3 separate regions of the Mus musculus genome follow, and regions 2 and 3 are each linked to region 1. Evidence: chromatin contacts called from public Hi-C data. All regions are on one chromosome and are shown on one strand. The core of a region is the stretch at or near the end of the contact, and the rest is flanking DNA. Distances in the headings are between cores, read along the strand shown. Region 1 has its middle 39 kb from the start of Fsd1l. Region 2 holds the start of Lexis1 (a long non-coding RNA gene). Region 3 overlaps Gm52737 (a long non-coding RNA gene).

Region 1 (4,551 bases), core at 1,106-3,605:
GTGTTGTCCTGGGGTGAGTGGTGGATCCAGGGCTTATCTTTCTTGCCACAGAGCTTTGGAACCTGTCCTTTGGAGCTCTGCCAGGTCAGGCTCATTTGCTGGGCTCTCCAGCACGGACAGATTTCCCATTCTTCTCCAAATTAAGGCTCATTCTGACCCTTTTTATCCTATTTATAAAGGACAAGACTCCAAAACAGACATAAGAAGAAATGTGGACAAAATAGTTGTTAATTCAAAGACCCAACCAGAGCTCCAGAGAAGACGGACTCTTTATATGTGTAATGAAAAATTCCAAAGGAACAGCAGCCAAAGACAAGAAAGTTCTCCCCCCACCCACCACCACCACCACCACCACATTGTCCAAAGGCGCACAAAGTTAATTAAGAACTTATCCTCCAAGTGAGGCTATGCTTCTTGTGAACTCTATGACCTTGGCCGCTGGGCTCTGTTTTCTGACATATGTGGTAGGATAATAGTGTCTTCAGAGAGCCTTGTGAGTATTAACTACAATATTGCTCGTAAATTACCTAAGATCATGCACAGTCCGTATGAGCAATAGGCATGCACAAGAAGCATGAACTCTTGGCCTTGGCCTTGAAGAGTTAAATATTTATTCTACTAATGTGGATAAGGAATTGGAGTTGCCAAGATGACCTTGCTCCCAGTATCCTTTTCCTCAGTCTTTGAGGGTAATGATCACCTGACTTCTTAAACAAAACAAAACAAAAACCACTACAGTCACCCCATACAAGCCTGATCTGTACGTAAATTGTGACCCTGTGACTCAGTTCTAGTGGAACTGTATCAGTGACAAGTGACTGCTAGGAAATGCCTTTCAAGAGCCATTGACTTCTGCTTTCCAGACGGTTGGGATTCAAATATGGTGGCTAGAAGGCCTACAGCCTTCCTGGGTAGTGACATAACCTTGAAACTAGACTGCATACAAGATGAAGCAGTGTGAAAGTGAGGCACCTGGGTGCTGGCTTACAATGTCAACTGCGGTCTGCTGACCTCTGTCTATGGAAACCAACTATTATTTGGGGAGTTTCCATTGTGGATGAACCCAGCGCTCACCCATCTCCCAAATATAACTTAATATTAAGGTGACTTAGCAGTATGAATGCTGATTATATAGTTCATTCAATAACAGAGCACAGGTGCAGTGGACTAAATCTGACAAGCCTGGAGTTTAATGGTGATAATGCATTTGCTTCCATGGGCCCATAAAGCCAGGTCACAATGGACAAATGAGGCGGGTGTGCCCTGGGGACCTTCTGAATGGCATCAGTCTTATTAAGAAAATGGCGGAGTTCCTATCACAGAGTAGGGACTCTCGGTTGTGCGTCCCCAGCACTCCCTATGCCTTCCCATTACGCATCTGAATTCAAGGCGCACTCTGTGTGAGCTGATGGTGGGTGTTCGAGCTTGGGCGATTCTTCGGCTCTATTATCAGCACGGCAGACAGCAGGAGGAGGGAGATGAGTCTGCATTACTTTTTGTAGGTCAGCCTGTACCTGAACATAAACAAATGGAACACTTTCAGAGAACGCCTGGAAAAGATATCTGCTTGAAAAAGAGACAGGCTAGTTATTCATATCTCATGGGATGATGTAGGAAAATAAGCCGTTTCTATAATCTCATCCCAGACCCCTGAAAGAGCCTAGTGATTACAAAGACATATTTCTGTTCCATCTGCCAATTAACATGTTAGTCATGCGTTTCTATCCGGCTGCTGTAGTGACTGCTAATTGTCTTACCCAGTGTGGATGATACCGGCCTTCCTCATGGATAGAACCCAGATGCCACGTCGATGGGCCAAGTGCAACACCTTATCATAGTTCCCAGAGGCTTGCAGTGGCCCTCTGACTAGTGAGATGCAAGCTGCGGTATTACGATATTCCCAGTTCTGCCCACCTGACATAGCTGCTTCCTGTCTTGATTTCCTGGTTTTTTGTTTGTTTGTTTTTGTTTTGTTTTGTTGCAGTTGTTGTTGTTTTTTGGTTTTTGGCTACCAGAGGGACAACTGTAATGGCTGTAATCTCCCAAGCCTACGTGACACCCAGACACTGACAACGACAGTACTGGAAGATGGAGCATCTTCGAAGAGTTCCCCAGATCTGGCCTTGCTGACTTTGGGCTGGCTCCAGGAGAACTGATCCCTTTTCTCTTTTGTTTTGTTTTGCACAGTTGACACCATGTCCTAACTTAGGCGCTGTGCTCGGTCTCGAGGGGCAGAAGGCTTTCCTGTCGGATACTCAGGCATTTCCCATTTATCAAACAGGATGTGAGGAAAACTCAGAACTGAAGCAGGCCCGAGACTGACTTAATTCTGGGGAGGAAGTGAAGGCCCAGGCTCTGGAGAGAGCTGCAGAAGCTGGTGACACTGGCTGCAGCTGGGACATTACAGTATTGAACGCATAGTGTAAGGTCGCTTCAGGGACCACAAACTCCATTCTAGTGTAAGACATTTTCTAATGGTCAGGAAAATGTTAAAATGTAGAGAGCACCTTCTTGGAGACAGGGGGTAGGAAGAATAGGAAGAGGAACTGTGGGAGGGGAGACCAGAAGGGGACAATGGCTGGATTATAAAGAAATAAAATAATAAGAAGAAGAAAAAAATGAAGGTGGACTCAGGGCATGCTGAGTTCGTTCACTGAGCAGTGGTTTCTGCCCATGGGTGGCATTCAGATGCATGCCTTTCATTAAAGTCTCTTACTCTGTGCTCTCTGTCATCCTCCCTGGATAGCCACAGAATGGAAACTTTAAATTTCCCATGGAATTTTTGTTTGTATTTCATTTGTAGCAATGTAACTTACCTCCCTCTCCCTCTCCCTCTCCCTCTCCCTTCCCCTCTCCCTCCCCCCTCCCCCCAGTCTGTGGATGTGGATGTGCCAGAAGTCAACTTCAGATGTGATACCTCAGAATGCTTTCCATCTGTGTTTTGAGACAGACTCTCACTGGCCTGGAACTGATCAACTGAACCTAGGATCAGACAGGCCAGAGATTCCTAGTGATCATAGGCAGATCTGCCTCCCAGTGCACCGACAACCACACCCTTCTCTCTGACTCGGTCTCTCCCACTTCCGGTTGTGTCTTATTTAGGTTTACCATTGCTATGATGAAACACCATGACCAAAAGCGAGTTGAGGACAAAAGGGATAATTTGGTTATGTTCCCACCTCCATAGTCTAAGCCATCGCCCCCTGTGGTTCTGGGGGTTCAACTCAGAACCCCATACTTATGCAACAAGCATCTCCCCAGCTCACCCCAGCTCATTTTAGACTATCAGAGTTGTTATTTAACTTGGATTTATCATGTTAATGTGGCAGTAAAACACAGCAACATTTTGATTTTCAGATACTAATGGGTATATTTCTTTTAATCTGTGTTTAAAGCCATAGTAATAAGATCCATTCCCAACTACACTGTTACTTTTATGTCCAGTAAACTAGCCATTAAGACCATTTTTGGCAGCAATTTCTGTAAATACATGAATATTCTTTGTGGAAAAGGGGTCTTTTTCTTTCCTTGGTGGAGACCAGGCTCTTTGATGGGTAGATTTGAGAAAAGCTGAGTCTTTATTGGATCTAATGAATGATCCCTTGATGAAGTCTAAATTCACAGGATGAGCTTCATGACTTTGTAGAAGTGCCCCATAGGAACTGGCAACTGGTAAGGGCTCAACAGATGCTTGGTGAATGGATAAAAGAACAAACAAGTCCCCTGGTAGCCCAACTGACTCATGAGTTGAGACTACAAGACAACAATGTTCAGTATATACAAGGAGCAAATCAGTACTTATAAGCCCACACCATAACAGGGAATGCAGGGAGCATAAAGGTGATGCATATAATGGAAATTGCTGAGGCCCCCTCTAGACCTGCTGAGTCAGAACCTCTGCAACTAGAGGCACAAGAATCTACATTTTAACGGCCTCTGCTGCAGGCACACCAGAGGTGTGCACGCACAGTAAACTTTGAGAACTCTGGGCATCCATGCTGGCTGTTCAGCTGAAGCCTCCACACTCAATGTGACCTTAGAATGAGGCTGGAATTGCAGCCAGAGCTGGGTTTTCAGGCCATCCTTTTGCAAATGTGCTTTTGTCTGGTGACACCTGCTGGTAGAGAGGGATAAATGGACAAATTCAGCCAACCAAATTGCAACTCAACTGTCCCCGTGTATCTGAGAAAGCTAGAATTCAGATCTGCTTTCACTATTTACTAGCTTGGGAATGGCCTCAATTCGTTCATACTTGGGTGGTATCCTTCTATTGCCTTAGGCTCGGCTAGTTCATTCAATTACCTTCCCTGGTTTTGTAGGGGGTGGGGGTTGTTGTTGTTTGTTTGTTTGTTGTTTTGTTTTTTACATTAGCTATTCCTATTCTTTCTGTGCTCCTTGGGAATATTACCAACCTTTGGTTTTCCACTAAAAAAAATGCACTCAACTTTTTAACCAAAGGATTCATTCCCAGACTTTGTTTTAGGGAAATATCAAGTCAATCTTTATTTCTTATTAAAGATTCCAAATGAGATAAGGAAAAACAAAAAGGAG
Region 2 (4,551 bases), core at 1,484-3,983, 370 kb before region 1:
CATGTTTTTATGTGGGTAGGATCCGGTGAGGAAGGTTACTAAACATTTAGGTCCAGAAAAGTTAACATACACCCAAGTCATCTAGTTTGAAACAGATGAGGAGTTTTCTTGGTTTCACTAAAAGACACACTGATGCTTATTTTGGCAGGTTGTTAGAATTAAATGAATTGCAAGTAGGACACTAACAGCATCTGGAACACTGTAAAAAACTACTAGCTGTAGTAATAATAACAATGCCTACTCTCTCCATCACCTTCAGATGTATTTAATCTCCCTCTAATCCTATCCTAACCACCCTGCTCCCACGTGTATTACAGAAAAGCACTCTCCTGAACAGAAAGCCTGGCATTTGAAATCCTGAAATCAGGGCTGGAGAGGTAGTCCAGTGCTCTTAAACACTTGCTGTTCTTGCAGGTGACCCAGGTTCAGTTCCCAGCACCCACAAGGTGGCCCAAAACCATCCAAAATTGCAGTCCCAAGGGGTCTGTTACCCTCTTTGGAACAGTATGGATACAAGGCACATGTGGGAGGCGCATATCTATATGCAAGCCAAACACCCAGATACATAAAATAAAATAAGTAAAACAACCCCGGAAATCAGTTCTCTCATGTTAGCTGTGTCACCTTGACAAATATTCAATGTTATGTAATGTAGAAATGTAAAGAAACTGTTTGTTGGTACCTGTGACAACTCCTGGTTTCAATTTGATATAATTTATAAACACCTGGGAGATGGAACCCTGGGTATGCATGTGGGGGATTATATTGATCCCATTAAATGAGGTGGAAAGGCCTATCCACTATGGGTGGCACCATCCCCTGGCTCCCAGATGTACACCTAGAGAAAGGGAGATGAGCAGCAGCATGCTTCTTTACTTGGATGCAGTGTGACCCGGTACCTCAAATCCCTGTTGCTGTAACTGTCCCATCCTGGTGTATGGCCCTCTGAAACTGGAGCAGGAACAAACCCTTGAGTTGCTTCTCTCAGAGTGCTTTATCACAGCAACAGGACACAAAACTAAGATAGTACCTTATTTCCAACCCCGTATCAGAATGGTTAGTGGATTTCATTTTTGATGCAGGATGTTTGCTAAACTGCATTAAAAACATGGACTCTCCTTTAGGATATAGTAATATCAGGCTGCCAGGGTTCAGATTAGGTTCTCTGTGGTCAGCCTTCGTGTTCTGGTTTGGTTTGGTTTGTTTCTCATGAGACACCCATACCTTCAAGAGTTTCTTTAAAATATATTCATATTAAAAAGAAAGCATAAGACCCTTATTCCCACCAACCACACATTTTCTTGTATCATGTGAGGATGAGTCTATTATCAACTGACTGGATACTGTACGGAGGCTATGGCAGAGTAAGAAAATAAAAGGTGTGTGCCTGTGAATCTGTCCTTTCTTTGGGGGGAATGAACTACATACTTTGCCTCAATGTAATGTCCCGAAAAGTTGTCATCTTTCAAAAAAACCTAGCAGACCTCAAAATGTCCACTCACACAACACAGGCCTCACTTTGAAGGTAATTAATTCAGCTTAGCACTGTTCCCTGGAGGTCTTGTGGGACAGAGGGGCAACATGACACAACGGGCTGAAAATTGTAGAGTTGCTCACCTCCAATGCTAAAAAGCCCAGGGACCATCAGATGAACTACCAAGTTCTACTGTTAACGATGCTTAACCCAGAGATGTAAGGGCGCAGCATAGTCCTTTCACCTTACCTAGAGACAAAGCCCGGTCAAACAGGTATTCTGTTTGCACCTGTTGGGGAGCATTGTCCAACTTCAGAGACCACAGGTCGGTCGGTAGGTAGGGGCTTGAACTCCTGCAGGAAAGGGTATTTTTGAAAATCAGTTTCTCCTTGACCCTCCCAGATTTTTGGGATGCCAGGAAAGAGGGCACTTTCTAGAACAGAAGGACCACCACAGACTCCTATCGTCGAGGCTGGTGTGGATGAGAGCCTCAGACCTCTCCAGATGCCTATGAGTGTTTCCATTATGATGGTTCCTGAGGCCGAGGACATGCCCCTCCTAGCGCCCGCCCCGCCCGCGCGATGCCCGGCAGTAACCCCGAGGCGCACGGCAGCCTAGACGCCTTCAACTAGCGCGATTCCTCTGGTTGCAACCTAGTTGTTAGATCCGGCTCCTCCCGGGCAGAAACTGGAGTGTTGTTTGCACCCACGTAGCTTCTCGCTCGAATGTGCTCCTCTCTAGCTCCGGAGTCAGCCTTGCTCTTTTCCAGGGGCAGTGATCAGGGCGGGGTTGGGGGCGAGGAGATGGGCAGCCCCAAGCTGTGGGAGAGAGGGGAGCGGAAAGTCCAGAAATGGGGGAAGGGAAGGATGGGGCGCCTGGGGGTGTTAGCGGTAGGTGACAACTTTGGGAAGAGGTCCAGGTTACCCTCTCCGGCCTGGGACCGTGCCCACACAGAAATCAAAGCACGTCCGCAAGGCCCACAGCCTTTATTTCCGAGAGTAGCAGAAACCACCACCAAAAAAGAAAGAAAAAAGAAACAACGTTAGGGATGCTTAGCTGCAGCCGGCAGCCAGCTCTGCGCAGGCGCGCAGAGATCCAAGTCTGACCTGGAGTTACCCCGCTAGGCTGCCGCTGCAGAAGTAGGTGAAAGGTAACTAGCAGGCACCGCTGGGCCAAGGCCCAGGCAGGCCTGCTGCAGGACCTGTCCTGTGCCCTTCCAGACGCAGCAAGTTTCTTTAAGCAAGCACTTACTTCTGTGGATGATGCCTGAGCTAAAGTAATGTAAGGATGCCCGAATGGAGGAGATTTGGAGAACTTGGCAACTGGCACTCTGTAAACAAATGAGGACCTGGAATTGTGCAAGGGGTGGAGAAAAACAGTTATGGCATACTATTTAATATGGCTACTATGATGTGGAAAGCGTCACTTGCGTTTTTTAAATTTAGAGATCTGTTGAAGTAATGAGAAAGGAAACTGAGACCCAGGGAGTTCCAGAAACCTGCTCCAGAGTAAATAACAGGTAAATAGAGTGCGTTTTGGCAAGACCTCCGATAAGAAGTTACTCTATCCTTTCTGATGAAGGTACCTGCTACCCTTTGGGTTCTTCGTTCATTGAGGGCAGAAATACTGCTCACACTTGATAAATTTGCTGTTTATTGGAGTGAGCTCATAAAAGAACAGCTAGAGTTTTTTTCAACCCCAGGCGTCTCAAAGAGAAGCTGTCACTGTGTCTGGCAGGCTGAAGTGACTGCTTGTTTGTGACGTTCCCCAACACGAGGGCTTTTATATCCATTCAGCAGCCCTAACTGGCACCCAGTCTGGAATGTGTCCATCGCTGAAAACAGGTGGTAAGCACCGAAGGCGGAGAATGCCTTGCTTCCCCTGGAAATCCTGTACTGAGTCTGGCACAGTCTGCTCAAACTGCTGTGCCACAATACCAGTAAATTTCCCACTGATAAGCCAAGATCAAAGGACTGGCTGGCCCACAGACTGGCATCTCACCTTCTGCTCAGAGAGCAATGAGAGAGAAAAAGAGGAGAGGGAGCCGGGAGAGTATACGAACAGTGGCTTTTCTTGTAAGGTCAGAGCAGTTATAGACATCTGGGAGTCTCCCCATCTTTGGGCTTGGTGGAAGCCATTAGCATCCTTCCCATTACAGTTGCCTATGTAGCTAGAAGCATATCAGACAGGAGGGGAGGGCAGGGACCTGATCCCACTCTTATTACTTCTGTCTATCCCTTAATTCTGGGCTATTCCTCAGAATTGCAAAGAGCTGGAGAGAGCAGCAGGTGTCCTCCCTTCCTGAAGGAGCCTTGGAGACAGAGGAAAGGAAATAGAAGTGGGCCAGCCTCCTCCCACTCCCATCTCTTTCCAAGAATCTGCTCCCTTGAGTGTCTCAGGGAGTTGGAATGTCACCGCCTCATGGGCCCTCCACTGAGTTGCTGCTCAGGCTGATTAAAACAAAGGCTGCAATTGGGCTACCCTTGCCCGAAAGTAACCCTGTCTGCATGCCTTGCTGAGGTGACCAGGGGAGACGTGGAGGCTGTTGGATGCCTCTGTTGCCATTGGCAAGAAGATGGCTGCCTGGAACTTGAATCATTACCCTGTTGAGAGTCCCACATGCTGAGAGCTTTGAACATACTTGAACCCTGAGCTGGATGGTTATAATTGAATTCTCCTGTGACCCTCTCGAGTCTTGTGCAATAATTGATCGCTGGTTTTCGGAGGATAAAACTGAGGCTCTAAGAAAGTGATTCCCCACCTCCTACAACAAGTGAAAAGCCGAAACTCAGCGCCTCCCATGGCTCTGGGTCTTCAGATCCAACACTTGCTGGGGGTTAGTAGAGGTGGCTTGGAAAACCATCTGTAGATTTTCTCCTTTGTTATCACAGGAAATTTTAAATGAGAAGGTCCAGCAAGTGATGCCCTCCTTCCAGATGAATGACTTTCATCAGGGATGCACATAGAAGAGGGCAGAGAGTGAAGTTGGTTGCAGTGCCTGCAACTGTGCTTGGCACATAGTATGTGCTCATTAAAACATTTCCTAAGTGATTGACTAAAGGAGAGGAATAGATGGA
Region 3 (4,551 bases), core at 1,394-3,893, 280 kb before region 1:
TGAAGCCAGATGCAAGAGACACAATGGCCAAAGGACACAGCAAGCCCAGGGGTGACTGGAGCAACTGGTCCAATCAAGTGGCAACTTGTTTAGAGAGATGTAAGCATCCCGGCTGCTCTCCCAGAGTGAGGCCAGCAGTCAGGCAGATGGGAGGTTTTGTGTAGACAACTGTCTATGAACATCAATGGACTGGTTTACAGATCCAGAACAGTGACGCAGGGAGGAGACTAGCACGTGTCACACGGGGTCAGGTCCCAGGATGAATTAGGATCAGTGTCTAGTCCTAAAAGAAGACTATGTCTTTGGACAGGAAGCCCAGTGAAGACACCCAGATCAGTATGTTAGGTCAATAGTGAGGGATGATGTCACTTTGAGAAACAAATATCAGAGCATGTTGCTAGATCATAGAATCCACAATCTGAACAGATGACTGGCTCCGAGTCCCAGCAGTGGCCCTGAGATAGTAAATCTACTTCCAGCCTGAATTTGTTTGAAGTTAGAAACCTTGCTGAATTGGGGCAACTGTATCAGTGAGCCTAAAACTGAGTATCAAAAGGAGGTGGAAACTGAGTCAGGACAATAAATTTGAGTTATTCCATGTTGAGTTTCCCATGATCATGCCATACTCATGAGAAAGAAGTGGCTACCACAGACTTGTCCACATGGAAATCTAAGAAACAGCTTGTCATTCGATGAATACTTCCTGGGCATCTACTATATCCATAGTTCCACTCTGGGGCACTAAAAGATGCAAAGAGCTGGAGCGATGGCTCAGTAAGTAAAAGCACTTGCTGTACAAGCATGAAGATCAGAGTTCAAACCCCAGCACCCACATAAAAGCCGGAAGGCATGGTCACACATGCACCCGGAACCCTTGTGTTGCAGGGGACAGAGACAGGAGAACTGCCGGGCTTGCTGGCTGCCAGCCTAGCTCCAGGTTCTACTTAGAGAACCCTTTTCAAGGGATTAAGGTAGAGAGTGATAGAGCAGGACACATGTCTGCACACAACACAATAGATGTACAGACATAAAAAAAACTATAGCTCAGTAGCCTATACTAGAGCAAGCAGAATACAAGATACCCAAAATTCACCAAGCAAAAAGTCCTAGTCAAATGCCGGAGAGGGCAAGAAAAATGAAGAACAGAAAAGGTTCATAGGGCTCTTAGGAAGACTGACTCTTTACCTGGACAGCCCAACTTTACCACCTCTTGTAGTGGCAGCTACCTCCAACTCCAGGCATGCAAGCATGTTATTCACATTTCCAGCAACAGTCTTGGGTGCTGTGGTCTTATAAGGAGAGGGCCCAACATTCCATATGCCCCAGGACAGCAAAGCTCTGGTTCTAAGTAAGTAACCATAACCCTATCTCCCAACCTGTTGAGCTTCAACTTTACTCCCCATAAAATAAAGACAAAGATTCCACACACCCCAACGGGCTCTTTTAAGGATTAAGCGAAGCAATGTGAACAGATTTCGTAAACGTCGGAGAGCTGAACAAAGTATTTGTTGTCGTAATGGTGTCCCAACTTGAGGTTAAACCAGGGTTCAGCTCTGCCTGGGTTATGTTTGATGAGGTGGTATGTGGCTTCTGGGAGTCATTTCCAGGGAGGATGGAGAAATGGTTTGCTCACATGATGCGGAAAGAGGAAAGTCCCAGAAGCAGCAAGAAGGAGGTCTCAGATGTCTGTTCCCAGACCATTTGCACAGTTATGCGGAGCTAAGGAATTGCTTTTAGAAAAGAGTCTCTCCAGTGCTGCTTGCCCAGAGTCACACTAGCAGGCAGACGGAGGAATGAGGGATAATGTCTCGGCACAATATAAACTCCAAACCAGAGGAACTGGAGAAAGAGTTCCTCCTGGGGAAAAGGATTATATGTTCTCTACATATGTCCGCATATGTAGCAGAGGATGGCCTTGTTGGTCATCAATGGGAGGAGAGGCCCTTGGTCCTGTGAAGGCTCTATGCCCCACTGTAGGGGAATGCCAGGGCCAGGAAGTGGGAGTGGGTGGGTTGGTGAGCAGGGGGATAAAGGGGGTAGGGGGCTTTGGGAGGGGAAACCAGGAAATGGAATAACATTTGATCTGCAATGTTCAGGTATCGTGTAAGATATATTCTGCCTTTCACCCTCCAGCTATGGGGGTGACATCACCCATGTGGAGGAAGGGAGAGATGATCAAGGCAATGTCTGTGTGTGATTGGGGAACACTCTCCTAGGGATGAATTCATGATTGGTCATCTCCTTGAAGGTGACCCGGACAGCGACACCCTGAAGTGGGTAGACCCTGGAGAAGCTCGAGTCACGTTGATGTTACAGTGAACGAGTGGTAGATGCCGTGTGAGTTCAGACACCATTACCTGCACATTACTATTACAATAGATGAGTGCAGACCCCGTGTGATTCAAACACCATTAGCTGCTCTCTTCCAATCACATCAACTGTTCTGTGTTTTAGGAGTCTGAGGAAGCAGATGTGTTATCAGCAAGGCTAGAAGCCCCTGCTTTTTACCAAGATCATTCAAAAGTGAACCAAGGCTCTGGAAAGCACCTGGCATTGGAATTTGCTGCCAATCAGTTCAGCTCTGATTAGCTGCAGTGGCCAGGAAACACCTCCTCTCTTGGAACTCAACTCGGTGTTTTCCAAGCCTGGGAGTGAAGGGAAGGCCAAGAGGAAGGGTGTAGAAAATTGTGACATACAAGTTACACTGTACAGTGAGAAAATAGGGGTGAGCGAAGACTATACAACAGGAACGAGTAAATCGCTCCATTAATTAAAAATGTGGGTGGGAGTGTGCCAGAGAGCAAAGCACCCCACCCCCCTCCTGTGGAGCTATGACAGAAGGCCTGGCATAAAGGAGAGGCTGGGGACTTTGGACTCTCTCTTTTCCTGCAGCCCACTCCCTTTAAGCCTGGAATTCTGTCTGGCCCGAGCATCTTGAGAAGAGCATCAGACATGCCCCTCATGAGATCCACCACCAGACTCCTACATTCACACAAGGAACAAGAGTAAACAGTTGGTGGAGGCCTGCCAACACAGCTCTCTGGCGCTATAGTACTTCCTGAGGCCGAAGGCTGGCTCTTGCCAGACAAGGTGGAGCCCAGTAAACAACAGGGGTCTCCTTAGCAATTTGGAAAGTCTGCATACAAGCTAGCTCACAGGCTATTCTGAATCATCCTGCAGTGTCCTGAGCCCCAGTGGATGCCCAAGCCCAGCCCTGTCCAGCAAATCCTGTCTCCAGCTGAGTCTGAGGCCCACTCGTCCCACTCGTTTCCAAGAAAAGAGAAGTGGCCCATGATAGGTTGGATAGGAGGGCAGTGGACTCATGGATCCCAAAACGGGTAGCGAGTGGGCCGCTGGTGGGGGAGGGGACATGAGTGTGTGGGGACTGGCTTTTCTTAAAATGGAGTTGTCCTTGCACGGCTTCAAGGAGTAAGTAGCTCCCCAAGTGGGAAAGGAAGAAGAGAGGAACACCTGACTTTTGTCAGAGCTTGGAGTATCCAAAGCAGGGTATTGAGGGCACTTCATGGAGGGAGAACAACAGAAAGTCCAAAGTCTCAGAAGTGTGGAAGTGTTTGATCTGTTTCAAAGGCGAGTTCTGTATAAATAATGTGCTGTGCTCGGTGGGAGTTGTCAAACAGCAAGTCCTGGAAGGGAAATAAGAACTGAAAGGGCCTCAAAAATGTTATATATATATGTTTACGCAGAGTCGGTTTGTTATTATTGGCTGTGGTGGTGAAGAGCCTGCGGAGTTTCAGTTTTATTCTTTTCATGTTATATTTTCTCCCCACCCCCCAAACAGAAAGGAAAGAGGGCTGTGGGTGGGTCTAAACACAGCTTAGGAAGAGCACCCTTGAGGACCTGGGGAGGAGGCTCTCTGGGCAAGGTGCTTGCCACACAAGCATGAGTACGGATTCCCTGCAACCACAACCATATAACAAGTGAGGCAGAGCAGCGCACATCTATGCACTCAGAGCATGGTGGGGGCAGGAGACTACTCAATGCTAAGGGGTTTCAGGTTAGCCAGTCTAACCAGTCAATGAGTTCACTGAGAGACCCTGTCTTAAAAATAAAGAAAAACAAATGAATGAATAAATGAGGTGCTCAGGAATAGGGAAAGAGATTCAAAGGGCGAAGACACAACCTTTGATCAAAGGGCAAAGACACAGCCTTTGATCTTGACATGTACACCCATGGGCAGGCACATCTGCATACACACACGTCTAAACACACACGCGCACGCACGCGCACACACACACACACACACACACTCAGGCTCGCACGCAGGCGTATGCATGTGATTCTGTGCAAGCATTGTGACCCACTCTGCAGAGGTATGAGGTAACCAGATGTTAGTCATCATGTGCTTAGTTAGGTAGGAGACTCTAGGCGACTCACGTGCTTCAGGTTTCCCACGCCACCACCTACAGATGTGGGTCAAGCTTGTGGGATTAGCACTCTCAGGGCATGAGATGGGAAGCTGCCAATATCAAGCAAAGAGGCACTGCAGTCAATGTGAGCACATTTCTCTGTCCACTCGGAGCCTCCAAAATT

Evidence for each region. A called contact is a pair of places that touch in the nucleus more often than the background predicts.
Region 2: a Hi-C map of liver shows a contact between it and region 1, with 2.5 times the contacts expected there. The contact joins the promoter of Lexis1 here to the enhancer-like site in region 1. A contact is called at or near these places in 1 of 15 datasets of contacts at CTCF or cohesin (pro-B cells), 5 of 484 Hi-C or Micro-C datasets (the N1E-115 cell line, embryonic stem cells, liver and 1 more), 6 of 115 datasets of contacts at active chromatin or transcription factors (the NIH/3T3 cell line, differentiating embryonic stem cells, embryonic limb bud and 2 more) and 1 of 9 other capture datasets (pancreatic islet).
Region 3: a Hi-C map of liver shows a contact between it and region 1, with 2.5 times the contacts expected there. The contact joins two enhancer-like sites. A contact is called at or near these places in 2 of 484 Hi-C or Micro-C datasets (both in liver) and 1 of 9 other capture datasets (adipose tissue).

Annotation. Positions count from the first base shown.
Region 1 is chr4:53,590,321-53,594,871 of GRCm38.p6, forward strand. It overlaps a transcript of Slc44a1 not described here. Among named protein-coding and RNA genes, the nearest start is that of Fsd1l, 39 kb to the right of the region's middle. Within about 2 kb of position 2,356, at least 29 of the 459 cell types and tissues checked have an H3K27ac peak or open chromatin away from gene starts, as enhancers often do. A contact at or near this core is called in the N1E-115 cell line, adipose tissue and liver, where this site is marked.
Region 2 is chr4:53,215,628-53,220,178 of GRCm38.p6, forward strand. Lexis1 (a long non-coding RNA gene) reads right to left here and starts at 2,734. Exons shown (of 8, transcript XR_390567.4): 1 at 1,724-2,734.
Region 3 is chr4:53,312,713-53,317,263 of GRCm38.p6, forward strand. All of the region lies in intron 2 of Gm52737 (a long non-coding RNA gene), which reads right to left. Among named protein-coding and RNA genes, the nearest start is that of Gm52737, 13 kb to the right of the region's middle. Within about 2 kb of position 2,644, at least 50 of the 459 cell types and tissues checked have an H3K27ac peak or open chromatin away from gene starts, as enhancers often do. A contact at or near this core is called in adipose tissue and liver, where this site is marked.